2 separate regions of the Sus scrofa genome follow, and region 1 is linked to region 2. A link is a contact called in public Hi-C data. All regions are on one chromosome and are shown on one strand. Each heading gives the region's core, a stretch centred on a gene start, on an enhancer-like site or on the middle of the called end of the contact. The rest is flanking DNA. Distances are from core to core; before and after follow the strand shown.

The links. Hi-C and Micro-C count contacts between places; a contact is called where the count stands out from the background.
Region 1: a Hi-C map of skeletal muscle shows a contact between it and region 2, with 2.9 times the contacts expected there. The contact joins the promoter of TEF here to the promoter of TOB2 in region 2. A contact is called at or near these places in 9 of 47 Hi-C or Micro-C datasets (embryonic fibroblasts, epiblast stem cells, heart right ventricle and 2 more) and 2 of 2 datasets of contacts at active chromatin or transcription factors (alveolar macrophages and skeletal muscle).

Annotation. Positions count from the first base shown.
Region 1 is chr5:7,133,047-7,136,939 of Sscrofa11.1, forward strand. TEF (thyrotroph embryonic factor) reads right to left here and starts at 2,125. Exons shown (of 5, transcript XM_021091460.1): 1 at 1,368-2,125. The coding sequence starts at 1,524.
Region 2 is chr5:7,083,897-7,088,318 of Sscrofa11.1, forward strand. TOB2 (protein Tob2) reads left to right here and starts at 2,501. Exons shown (of 2, transcript XM_021091455.1): 1 at 2,501-3,832. LOC110260629 (a long non-coding RNA gene) reads right to left here. Exons shown (of 7, transcript XR_002343880.1): 7 at 805-2,033.

The sequences.
Region 1 (3,893 bases), core at 875-3,374, 49 kb after region 2:
GTAGAATTATTGTTATAGATGGTTATTATTTGGTAATCTCAAACAAGAACCCCGACGGATGTGTACACCTGTCCTGGTAGCTTGTCTCAGCCTCAGATCCTGGAACAAAATTTTGCCTTAAAAACAAACAAAAGGGTCTGTGCATATGAGGTCTGAAGCAGGAGGAGAGAGCCTGGCCTCACCTGATGTGCTGAAGCTATATATAACCCAACAGTGACAGCCATAGGGATGGGAGCCTCAGAACACAGCCAGGAAAGGAAGAGAAATGGCATGTTTAAAAAGACAATTAATTCCCCAAGGCTGGTATTCACAGAAGGCCCATTCCTTCCCACATCCATGAACTACACCAATGGTTCTCGGAAATTCAAATCTTTGAGACTGAAAGCATCCCTCAGTGCATCTAAAACTCCACTATAGGTGGCACTCCTGCCACTCCCTGAACCTCATGTTCCCAGGCCAAAAAACAAGGCCAAACCTGCTTTCCAGGTAGGCCCCAGGGACCTCTGTGGCCTAGGAACCAAGACAAAGCCCAGCCCTGCCACTGTGGCCCCAAAGGCTAGGGTCAGCCCCAAACAACCAGGTGAAGGGCCTCAGTAGCTTCAGTCTGACCCTCATCCCTCTACCTGACTCATGTCAATCCCCCCTCAGAAGGCCCTCCCATCCCTTCTCCTGACACTCCTCCCCCACCTCAGCAGCAGCCCTGAAATTCATTTCCAGAAAACCTCCAGCGAGTACCTACCTAGTAACTGGGAATACTCACTGGAGGGGAAGAAGACAGGTCCTCATCCCCAGAGAGAAAGCCCATATATAAAGACAATTCGCTACTGTCTATCAGGGTATCTCAAACTTCAGTGGACTTTGGAATCACAGAGGTGGGGTGGGGTGTTCCTAAAAATGCAGATTCCTGTCCCAGGAGCCGCAGATTCAGTGGGTGAAAGGTGAGGCCCAGGAATCGGCATTCTAAACAAGCATCCCAAGTGATCCTGATTCAGGCGTTCCAGAGAAGGCGCCCTCGAGCGTCATTTAAGTGGCTGCTGCGACCCCCATCAGCCTCCTCAGTAACCCCTACGCGTTGCATACACTCGAGGCCGCCCAAAGGAACCTCCTCACCCCGACTCCCACCCTACCCTCTCCCTCCTGACCCCTCCCCGCCAACCCCTATCTGACCCAGCCTCGCTCAACTCGCCCCTGACCTTCTCTTCCCAATCCCTCTGTCTCGCCCTCCAGGGCCCTTGTCATCCCTGGTCCCATCCCCCTCTGCTGGACCACTTCACCCTGACCTCCGACCTCCCCGGCCCCGCCCTCACATAGCCCCGCCCTTGCAGAAACCCCGCCCCCAGGCGCGCGCGGACCCTCCCCCCCCTCACCGAGGCGCGCCCCGCGCGGGGGGTTCTCCATCAGCTTCTTCAGGACCAGCGGGAAGGAGCCTGGCAGGCCCCTTTCCCCAGCTGCGCGCCCCGGCCCCGGGCCCGGCCCCGCCTGCGGCTCTACAGGCGGCTTCTTTCCGCCGCCCGCGTCGGACATCGTGCCCCGCGCTCTGCTCGCGCGCCTCGCCTCCCCCGCCCGCCCCCCGAGATGGGACGGAGCCGTGCGACCCGCCGCAGCTGCCGACACGGGCGGCTACTGCGCAGGCTCCCGGGGGCACCCCCGCCTCCCTCCATCCCTACCCCGCCTGCGGACTGGCTCTGGCATATTAATTATTTATGAGTCCAGGCCAGCTTCCCCGGATGGCGGCCTTGGATTGGTCCGCCTTGAGAGGGGGGCAGGCACAGCCGTCCCGGCCGTGATTGGTTAGGCCGCCCGGATAAACGAGACACGTGCGGGGCCAGGTGAGGAGAAGGGCCGAAGGCCCCGCCCCATCTGCCTCTGTGTCACCTGATTGGCGCCTGGTAGAGTCAGGGTCTTAGGCCCTTTTCGGCTACAGCCCCTTCCCCTCTACCCAAGGTTTCACCTTCGCCTCCCTGCTCATAATACCCCTCCTCCTCTCGGACCACCGTTACCGCTCTCCCCTCGCACCCCAACCTCTCCACTTTCCGGACGCGCCACTGAAGGGAGGCGGAGCTGGGAGCGGCCATGCCGGCGGGGGGAGCCTATCAGAGAGCCCCCCGGGGCCACGCGGCCGTCCCCAACTCCGCGGGTCACGTGGAGCCACAGCCGAGTCCAGTTGCAGGGGGAGGGGAAAGAGGTGGAGGGCGCGAAACAGCCAATGGAGGGCGGGGGCGGGACCCGGGGCGGTGCACGAGGCACAGCACGTGCGGGGTTGCGGCGGGGAGGGGAGGGCCGGTTCTTTTGGTTGCGGGGACTCTGTCCAGGGTCGTGGGACCTGGACGCAGAGCCCAGCCCTTACCCCGCCGACCCGGAGGTTGGCTGAGGGCAGGGCCGGGGACGGCGGCCTGCCCATCGTAGGGACAGCCGGAACAGGCTTGGCTGCCGCTGAAGCGGGTGTCAGGTTCCCCGCGGATCCCGGGTTTCTGGCGCGGGCGTGGCGGCCAAATAAACACGAGCGTGGAGGAGCATTCTTGAGGTCGGGGCGGGGTGGTGGAGAGGAAGGGCGCGGCCCTGAGCCGGAGCCGGAGTGCACGCTTCTGTCCTCCCAACTTACTAGCTTGTGACCTTGGGAAAGTCCAGTTGCTTCCCGGAGCCTCTTTTCTCGCCCATAAAATTTCGGGGTTGGGCTAGATAATCTCTAAAGTCCTAAACGGCTCTGAAAGCCTGTTTCTCTTGAGGACCTTGGCTTTTTCTACAGGGAAAAAAATAAAACTCCTTCACTCAATCTACAGAGTACACACCTCGTGGGAGAACCACCGCCTCTCAAAATATAAATACTTCCTGGGAGTTCCTCAGGAAACCGGGAAAATGGAGAACGTGAGCGGGGTCCACAGATGTGGGGACCTTTCAGGAAGCTGCTCCTAGCGGCACCAGGACTTTGTACCTCTTGATAGCACAATTCATACTCTGCCTTGAACTCAGTGTAGACTCTCCGTGCCTGACAGGGCAGGGACTTTGGCTTGTTTATCCTGTATCCTGCCTGTGACTCGCGCCTTCCAGTAGCCGGGCTGGGGAATGGCAGAGCCCAGTCCTTGGTTCACGGGGTAGGTGCTGACAGCAACACCCAGCTAGCTGAAAGTGGTCAGGCTGGTATAATGAGAACTTTGCTGGGCACTGAGGAGGAAAAAAGCGCTTGGGCCCCTGAGCAGGCCTGGAAAGCAAGAGGTTTGAAGAAACTCTGGGTGATGGTCAAGCCAGGGTGGTGGCATCTGACTCCAGAAATCAAGGTCTCCCGGCCATGCTCATTAGATGTCAGTTATTTTCTGAATCTGATACCTCCCACCAATTGCTTCATCTCTCCAGGCCTCCTTGGTTTATGTCAGATGGAGATAGGGCAGGATTTACCTTCCCAGGCTTCCGTTAGCCAGTTAGTGTAAATGCAACAAATGGTAATGACCATAGCTTTACTAACACCCATGGGTACAAGTTCATGGCTTGGTGTATCCGTTATCCTACAGGCAGGTTGGTGCCCATGTCACTCCCTGTTGAGCGAAAGTACTAAATTGTGCACAGAACTCAGTTGTTGTTAGCGGGAATTCTGTATGTGGCTAAACTAAGACATCTCTAGAATAAACTGACCTAGAGGTTTTTAGAAATAAATTTCAGAGGGCAGTCCAAGGAAACTGATTAAAACAATGTTGGAAGCTTTAAAAATAACTAGTTTGGTTGTGGAGAGACTTGCTGGATTAGGGCTAAACGTACATTTTCATGGCTAATGTGACATTATTTTATTATTTTTTGCCTTTTAGGGCCGCACCCGTGGCTTATGGAGGTTCCCAAGCTAGGGTCGAATCAGAGCTACAGCAGCAACATCAGATTCGAACCGCAGCTGCGACCTACACCAC
Region 2 (4,422 bases), core at 1,251-3,750:
CCAAGAGATTCTATGTCACTATATTCTGACCTGTAACTTTTTAACAGTTTGAACAAAGGACATAAAGGTGAAAGATTCTTTGCCTTGGTTGGAATTTTCCTGCCTAAAAAAAAAAGAAAAAGACTCCAGTTCCCATCTTTTCCCAGTTAATCAATTCCTTATCAACAAGTGGCCTGTCTGCCACCATCAAGGCTAAACCAATGCTTTCTTTGCACACTGTAGTTTCAGTGCTTTAGCTAAAGACAGGTTTGTTCACTTGTCTCTTTTATAAGAGTTCACCCATATCAGGTCAATAAATAGCAAATTATTTGCCCTCAGCATCCCTCCAATCACTTTTCTCCAAAGCCAATTTCTGTTGTGGCTGTCTTTGCTCCTGCCCAGTTGGAGCAGTGGATCTGAAGAATCAAACTGAGTATTTTCTCGGATAACTGAAAAGAAACTACAAAATCTCTCACACTATGTGTGTATGAAGGAGTGACTCACCCCCCTGAGAGTTAATTGGGGCTAATTATGACCAGCCTGACTTGTCACAACAAAACATCTGGCATAACTTGCTTACTCTCAGACAGGGGAGTTGCCTCCACCCTCTCCATGCACATGCTTCCTTTTGAAGCTCACCGTTTTGAAAACAAGGTGTGTGCTTTTCAACGTATGATTATTCAAAGTGGGAGAGGACCCGGGAATGCCTGAGTAGGAATTCAGCTCACAATTAAGCCCTGGCAAGATGAACTCATACGACGGGGGAGAGAAAAATGTCCTTCTTACCACATGGTAAATGGAGACAGCAGCAATTAAGAATGGTGATTGTCTTCTTCCCCTCTACTTTATTTTTTTCCTACTTATATACTAACCCTTTACCCAGAGCTCTTCTTTGCCAAAAAGGCTGGATTTCTCAGTTTGGGTTTCTTTGCTCAACGTTGGTGTGTTTCCAGCACTGCAGGGGAGATAAATGCAGGAACGGGCAAAAATTCAACGCCTTCCTTCCAGGGATTCAGTCTGCCTTCCCTCAGCCTGCACTTGATGGAAGGAGACTCTACACTTTTATCTGCTTATATGGACTCCATCCCTCCTTCCCGTGTGATACACCCTCAACTTTCTCATGCTGTCTTGTAAGGTTTCCTTTTGGGGTATACACACTGAAGAGCACAGTACGGGAAGGATGCAAGCTGGCCAGAACGGTGACCTTTAAATTAAGAACAGCAACTATTTGAGCCAAGCTTTACATACAGTATCATATCTAATCCCCACAGGATCTCGATCTCCATTTTAAGGACGAGAGGACAGGTCTGACGGTATAAAGAGAATTTGTGCCTTTCAATCAAGATAACCCGGTTGGTGGCAGAATTGGGATTCAAACCCACCTACTTCTAAGGCTGCCTCTAGTAAATAACTACAAATACCAGTATCCCTTGCAGCGCCCCAATGCGCAAACGCACTCCCCCCCAAGACCTCCATGGCTCCACGCCCCCGCCTCCCAGTCCTAAAAGGTTGGATCGAACATCCAATCAGATGTCGCCGCTCCCTGTTTCCGACCAATGGGAAGGCTGTTGCTAACATACTGGTTATATTTTTAGCGCTTCAGCACCAGGGAGCGGCGAGCCAGATCTCGCTGGGTTGCGACTCGCGAGGAGAGGAGAGGGGAAGGGAGGAGAGGGAGGTGGGGGAGGAGGAAAAAAAGGGGAGGGATGGAGTCGGGCAAGGCGGTGGGGGCGTGTAAGTGACGCTCTGCCACTTGCTGACGCACAAGCAAGTAGTCCCTGGAGGTGCCCCAGGGGATAAAGCGCTCGGGGTGTGGGGGATGGGGACGCTCCGGCCCAGGCTCCCTCCCCCTTCTTGTCCCCTTGGAGTTTGCCCTCCAGTCCAGCGTTTCTCCGCTGCAGTCAGGAGAAGCGCATTAAACCCCTACGCTACCATTGCCGCCTGTCCTTGCCAAAAAAAGTGATCAAGGAAAAAAAAACTGCAAACCGTGTCTGGAAACTTTTGGATCTCGCCACCCCACGTGGGTTCGGCGACTGCCGTTGGGCCGGAACCATCTAGAATGAGAATAAAGTGTGAGAGAGAGTTAGGGAATGGGCGATTAAAGAAGGGATGGGAATAAGACTTAAGGCGAAAGCTCCCAGTGGCCCTGGGCTTCACCTGGCAGTCTACCGTGCCTGTGACCTCACTCGGCACAGGCCTCCCCACCCCCAACTCCGCGCCCCTCACAGTGACAAAGTAGCCGAGTGACCCCCTTGGCCATAGCAGGGGCAAGGGATGTAAGTGCGAGTCTGAATCAAGGGACCGTCTGGTGCGCAAGCCTGGGGCATCTGGCATAAACAGGCGCCCTAGGATGCCGGCGAAGGCTGTTGCTGAAGGATGAGGCTCCAGTAACCCCTTTTTTGGGGGGGGTTCGACGACTGGGAAGAACCAAAAGGGGCGTCCTCTGACGCCGGAGCTCCGCCTGCAGCAGGCGGAGGACGCGCTCGCGCGTCTGCGCAGAGAGCGCTGGCCGGGTCCCTGCGGTGAGGTTAACCCGCGCCAGAGGCCGCGAGTGGAAGGTTAATGTATCGCTTGGCTCTTTTTCCTGCGCCCCCATCCTCCTCGCCCCTTCTTACTCCCGTTTTGCGTGCCCAAGCCCCGGTTTCTCCCTCGCACTCCCCTCGACGTTAGGCGTCGTCCCCAAATGAGGCACGAGGCTCTTGGAAGATTCGGGACAACTGGAGTTGATAAAGGTCCAAAATCTGTCCAGAACTCCAGTAGTCCCCTGAGCTCCCCACCCGCGAAGAGATTTTACTGGTGTGGTGCGAGTGCTGCGGGAAAAGTCGGACTGTCAGATGCGCCGAGCTGAAGGGATTCGCCGAGGTGGCCTGCGCGATGGTTCGGGAAAGCATACGAACCCTCGGCGCCAGGGCAGGTGCAGGGCTGAAGACACAGCGGGGACGTCCCCTTCTTTTGGACACCCATTCATCCAGCACACCTAAAGTGAGCAGCTGGGTCCCAAACCGGGACCCTACCCTCGCAAGCTTGCTGTCTGCATAGGGAAACACTTTACACGATGAGGACAATTTGAGCAGTTTGGGCATGAAGAAAATAACTACGATGCCGGCGTCGTGATGGGAAGGGGAGGCGGCCCGCGTTACACAGGGCGGTCAGAGGCAGCCTTGCTGATATTTGAGCCAGGATCTGAGTGAGGAGGGTGACCGGCCACCCACGCGTAGGACTAGGGCGGTGGCCAAGGGCCCCCGGGTTCCACGCGGAGCAGGGAGCCGCGCGCCTCCAGGGGTTAAGCTGCCTGCTGGCTGGGAAGTAGTCCCGGCCCAGCGCCCGGCCCCGCCCCTGCAGGGCGGAGGGACGCATCACGCAGGGGTGGGGAAGGCGGATCCGTGCGCAGGGTTGCTAAGGGTGAAACTTTTCATTGACTTTGCTCACTTCGGGCCGGGGCGCGGGAAGGAGCGGGTTCTTGGTGGGGGGGAGCGAGTGGCTTGGGAAACGCGAGGCCAGAAGGGCAAGACCAATTCGCCGGCCACAGCCCAGACCGTACTCCGCCCCGCGACACGAACCACCCTCGAGTCCGCCATCCGCGGTTCGTCGCCGCCGGCCGGCCCGCCCGCCCTCCGTCCCTAGCCGCCGAGCCCGACCTCCAAAAAGCAGAAAGAATTATTGAGAATCATAACCCATAAGCCCCCTCAATCGTCCCCCAACCCTCAACGAAGAAAAAGACACCTTGGCCCCCGGCCGGGCGGCGCCCGGGAGAGAAGGGAGAGTGACCTCCGCCCCGCGCTCAGGACCACCCTGGAGGGAGAAGCCGCCCCGCGGCCGGCACACCGCCCCGCCACCGCGGAGACCCGAGTGAGTGAGTAGGAACCTTGCGGGCGGGGGGGGCCCCAGACCCAATAGGCCGGATGCCTTTCCCCACCCTCGCCCCACTCCAGCTCTTTTTGCTGGACACTCCACGTTGCGGTCGCACCCCCCCTTACACCTGATCAACATTTTCCTTTCTCTTCCCACCTCCCTCTGGAACCCCCCCTTGCCCTGTGCTACTCTTTCCTTTCACGTCGCTCTCATCCTGGGGTATCCCAGAGTCCCTGTCTCCCCCTGTTCCAAGTGCGGCCACCTCCTGGGTGGGGTGCATTCCCTCCCTCCTCCGCCTCCCTCCGTTCTTCATAGCCTAGGGAGTCGCTAGATTTTCCTTGTTCCCCCTGAAAAATAACTCCCACCACTATTAAATAAATCAGAGGAAGGAAGAGGATCCAGGCCTTGTTTTTCTCCTTCTTTTCTCCGGTGCGAGGAATGGGGTGGTAATAATTAATAGGGTTTATTTTTGGCCCTGTGGAGCCTGAGGAATGGAGGGTGAACACCCCCCTTTTGAACCGGTCAGGACTGTCCTCTGGCTGCCCAGCCTGAATTGACCATTTCGTCTTGAGCTTTTTATCCTCGTTAATG